Regions from separate parts of the Gossypium hirsutum genome. Here region 2 is linked to region 1. The links are chromatin contacts, called in public Hi-C maps. All regions are on one chromosome and are shown on one strand. Each heading gives the region's core, a stretch centred on a gene start, on an enhancer-like site or on the middle of the called end of the contact. The rest is flanking DNA. Distances are from core to core; before and after follow the strand shown. Region 1 holds the start of LOC107939206. Region 2 holds the start of LOC107948432.

What was found. Hi-C and Micro-C count contacts between places; a contact is called where the count stands out from the background.
Region 2: a contact with region 1 is called in a Hi-C map of leaf, with 2.6 times the contacts expected there. The contact joins the promoter of LOC107948432 here to the promoter of LOC107939206 in region 1. A contact is called at or near these places in 4 of 34 Hi-C or Micro-C datasets (all in leaf).

The regions. Positions count from the first base shown.
Region 1 is chrA13:37,519,879-37,522,506 of Gossypium_hirsutum_v2.1, forward strand. It overlaps LOC107939206, which reads left to right and starts at 1,315. Exons shown (of 5, transcript XM_016872500.2): 1 at 1,315-1,601; 2 at 1,712-1,761; 3 at 2,102-2,207; 4 at 2,301-2,359. The coding sequence starts at 1,500.
Region 2 is chrA13:37,664,814-37,667,441 of Gossypium_hirsutum_v2.1, forward strand. LOC107948432 reads right to left here and starts at 1,298. Exons shown (of 4, transcript XM_016882973.2): 1 at 984-1,298; 2 at 316-442; 3 at 128-200. The coding sequence starts at 1,011.

The sequences.
Region 1 (2,628 bases), core at 65-2,564:
AGATTTTGAATTTGTTGATAATTTTAAGGCTTAATATTACTAAGGTATCTATTTTGTTTCTAAATTTTTATTTGGACATGACTAAAACTTAATCTTGGAAATTGTAACCCAAGTTGGTACTTTTTATTATACATGAGTAAGACTATTAGATTTTAGGAACTTTATTTTTTATTATTTTGTTGTACAATAAACCAAGACAAATTGTTGTCCAATTTCATTTGAACTTAGGACAACCATTTATTTGTGCTCATTTTGTATATATTTTGTATAATTTTTATTTTTATAATTTCAAAAATAACAGTATATTTTTTAAAAAAAATAAAATATATTTTATAAAATTTTAGGTTTTCATTTTTATATTTTTTAGATTTTTAATTAAATTTTAGGATTTATTTATTTTTATTTCAAGTGCACAATGAATATGAACAAATGATTTTCTTGATATAAATGAAGTGGGAGAACATTTTGTCCATGTTCAGTTAGAACATGTATTTTTCTAGTAATTTTATATACATTTTATACTTTAAAAGTTAATAATAAAAAATGTTTTAAATATAAATTTTAGAGTTAAAAGAAATTTAGTTTTTATTACTTAATTAGTAAATCATTTTTAAATAAATTTTATTTTTATTCCAGATTTTAGAAACTAATATTAAACAATTTAAAAATATTTTTTTATTTTATATTGATAAATTTAAAATAAATTCTATATTTTAAAATGATTATAAATAATTTAAGTAATAAAAATAGAATTTATTTTAAGATATTGATTTGTTTTAAAAATAATTTTATATTTTAAATAATTTTTGATATTATAAATACACATTTAAAATGAACCTAAATAAAAGATTGTCCAAATTTATTTGTATTGAGACAATCATTTATCCAAATTTATTATACACTTGAAATAAAAAATAAAATCATAAAATTTTAAAAAAAATTCTAAATATAAAAAAGTAAAAACAAAAACTTATAAAATACAAAGTTTATTTTTAAAATATATATTGTTATTTTTTATATTATAAAAATAAAATTACTAAAAAATACATTCAAAATATCCTAGATAAATAATTATACAATCATTTATCTAGGTTCAAATAAATCTGGTCAAATCCATTATATGCATAATTCTAATTTTTTTAAATTTTAAATTTATTTTATTAATGTTTGTAACACATCTTAATATTTTATTCATTATGCATTCAAAATCTGTAATGAAAAAGATACTAATTTATATTTTTAATACGATTAATATAAAAATAATGATGATAATAAAATTAAATATTGTAACTCAAGAAAAGAAAATTTCAACACACCCCAATGAAAATAAATACATGCTTTAAGTCTTCTAACCCCACCCGATTCGGTGTCGTGGATGGGCACAAACGATATTAAAGTGCCCTCCTTCCGAAGTCAGTTCGAGTAACGGTGAGACGGTTCACAAAAGGAATCACCTTCCAAGTTCCTCTGCTTGTGTAACTACAGAGAAACAAAAATCAATGTCCAAAACTAATTTGTGTTACCTTGTTTTATTGTTAATTCTATTGCCTTCTTCATATTTCCTTCCGTTAGTCCTTGCCAAATCTCGAAATCCGATCACAGTACATGCCGACTTTTTCTATCTTTATAAATTTATTTTTTCAGTTTTTTATTTCGAAACTCTTTTATTGTATTTGTTTTTCTAATGGGTTGTTTTAACGGTATTTCACAGGATTCTGAGATTAAGAAAAAGAAGAGTGAATGTTATGCTGATATCGACAGGTGGGTACTTCCCATTTCTCCTTTTAATTTTGGGTTTCTTTAATTTTCTTTTATATTCACTGTTTGTCTTCGATTAGGGTTTCTTTTTTCTTATTTGAATTGTAACAAATCTGGGTTCTTAATATTTGATTGAATCTTGGGTACTTCAGTGGAATTTATTTCAGTTTTTATACCATTTTCTCAATTCAACTTTCATTTTTCCTCTAACATTTTTATTTTTGGTGAAAAAGATTATTGGATAAGGAAACTTTGGGTTTTGATGCTTAACACAATGTATTAATTTCAAGATTTCTTTTCTTGGTGTAATATTATATTTTATTCTTTTTTATGGTGAAATCAGTGGACTGTGGGGTGGGCACTGCAAGTCTTCATCAATAGCAAAGGAGAATTGTGCCTTAAAGTGCCTTTCTCCTGCTTGTTACGAGCTTATATATGAAAGTGATCCGGTATGTAAAATCCCTCGTTGTTGTGGTGGTCTACTGCATCTGTTTATATCATCTGGTTTAATGGTTTCTTCTTTTCGGATTTTTATATTGTAGCTCGAAGAAGGAGAGAAAGATTATATAAGGAGCCAAGAATTCAAGTACTGTATGTATAAGTAAGTTTCATAGGTTTTCTGGATTCATCATGTCTTTTCCGTTTGATGTTGTGCAATAATCATGCTTTTATTCAACATATCTTAGAATGTGAGGGATGGACTTTGGAGCATAAATGCATGATGCATCACATCTTTCCGATTACTCTTACCCCCTCATTTGGACTTTATCGTTTCTTGGAGCAGCATTTGAGGCTAGGTCTATAACAATTATATCTCTTTATCTGTCTTAATCTCGTGGAGAATGAATGTATTATGCACCACAGGTTGTT
Region 2 (2,628 bases), core at 48-2,547, 140 kb after region 1:
AGATTCAATAGTGTTTACCGAGTTGGACTAACTTTTCAGTTTTAGTAAAGTAAAGAATATCAAAATTTGACAAATTAAACCCAGTATATTATATAATGTATATTCTCGAGAAAGAGTTGTAGATTACCTGCATCATTGATCTGATTTGGTCCTTAGAGGGTGGATCAAAGTGCGGCCCAGGCAAACGCTTATTAATATCACTACAGAAGGAATAAATTAAAGATGCATTTAACATGGAAAGCGGTCAACAGTACATGTACCATTGGATGATTATGAAATGAATGAAACATAGAACGTATAAGCAAAATTCCTCACTTATACACCAGCAAGACAGCGATATATAGATCTTCAAATGTCAAAGTAGCTCTTCCTGATTGATTTTTGACACGCTCAAAAACCTTATCACTGATTTTCCTAATCTGTCTCTTTCTCCATTCCTTCCCTGCAAAAACCAAGTGTTAAACTATCAAATACTCGCTTATAGCACTACAAACAGTGAAACGTTACTTCCTCTCATTAAACCCAATACTAATAAAATACAGTTTCCAGAGAATATCAAATCCAACCCAGCACGGTAAATATCAATGAAAGCAGAAGCCATGAAAAAACACTTGTTTCAAACTAATCACTCAACATGAACATCTACCCATCATAATTCCAGATACCCATTTCTCTAAAGCGATAATTAAAGCTTAATTTGATCCTTACTTTTAAAACAATAAAAATTAGAAATTTAATTTTCTATAGAAAACAAAAAGTTAGACCCTTTCTTTTTAATTTAAATATAATATAGTCTTTACAAAAGTAAGATACGGCTAAAAGAGAATACCATTTTATGGAATATAAACCAAAATAATTAAAAAAAAGCGCCCTTAATTCCCATGATTTAAAAGAATCGACTTATGGGTTTCAAATATCATAAACTTTTGAATAACAAAGTTTCGAGATAAAGGGAAATTTAAAAGGGAGAGAACAAAGCTTACCATGGAATTTGTCTAGGACTTGTCCCATGACTTCAGAAACGACGTAGCTTTGGAGATTCTTAAGGTTTCAGTGTGCCAATGAAACAAAGATGAAGGTGTATCCCATGGTGGATTTACGGCGGAAAGAAAAATAAAGCAAAAGACGAGAGGGAAAGGACACCTGATACGGTGGCGTTTCAAAAATTAGAAGTGACGTAGCACATTGAAAGTGGATGATAGTAACGTGTGGATGTGGACATGTGGTGATGTACTTCGCAGATCCAATCTTCACATTTCATCTATGACTTTTGGGTAAACTGCACCCACATGTCATCCATTATTATCTTTTGGATAAAATTGTACTTTTTATCCATTTCTATTAATTGTAATAACGGGAGAGTAACATGGTAGTTGAAAATTTAATATAATAATAAATTTAAGTTACATATTATATCGATTTAGTCATAATTTTAAAAAATTAACTCTCAAAATTGATAAATATTTTCAATTTAATCCTAATTTTTATTTAATATAAATATAAATATAAAATTTAACTTTATTATTTATTTGAAATATTTATGTATTTTTATATATTTCTTTGAATCTTTTTTAGAAATTAAGATCAAATTGAGATTATTTGTAAATTTTTGTCTTAATTTTTTAAAATTATAACTAAATCAATATACTATGTAAAAGTTGAAGGCTAAATTTGTTATTATATCGAATTTTCAACTATCATGTCACTTTCCATTAGTGCAATTAACGGAAATGGACCAAAAAATATAATCTCGATTAATTAGGTGACCAATTTTAAAAAAAATATATAGTTGGGTGTCAAAAAAAAAAGAAACAAATCCATAATTGAGTGATCAATTTTTAAAAAAAATCATAGTTGGGTGATCAAAAAAGAAAATGACCCATAGCTGAGTGACCTATGGTGTAATTTACCCATGACTTTTTATTTTTATTTTAGAGTAAATTCCACCATTAATCACAAAATTATGGGTAAATTTTTATTTTGGTCACTTAACTACAAAAAAGTTACAATTTGATCACTATTGTTTTCAAAGATTTTGTCACCTATGGTTAAGCGAACATTTTTAGTTGGTATAATAACAATTTTAGTCCTCGATTTTTATACTTTCTATCAATTTGACCCTGATTATATATAATATAATAAAATTTTGAAATTCTTTTTTAAAATTTTTTAAAATTTAAATTTAAATAAAAGTAGATAAAATTTTCAAAAATTGATAAAGTGAGAGAAAATGAGGGAAATGTAACTACTCAACTTTTATTGGTGTCAAAAATACGATTTCGGAACCCTATTTCCTTAAAATGAGTCTGTAAAAATAAAATAAGAAGATTTACAGAGTTGGTATGGAAATATTTTAAAGACAGATTAAATAATTTAACCGAAAAAATCATTAATTAAAGTTTAGGGACTAAATTGTAAAAGTCCAATCGCTATTAAATTTTAATTTAGAAAATACTTGAGGACTTAGTTTGCAATTATCCAAAGCACCTAAATGGTTATTAAAGTATTGTTTTTCTATGAGATAGTGGGAAATGGTGATGTAGCCATTTAATTGATATAATTGTAATTAATGAATATAAATATGTTAAATTAGTGAAAAAAACATGATTAATTAAGATTAATCTATCT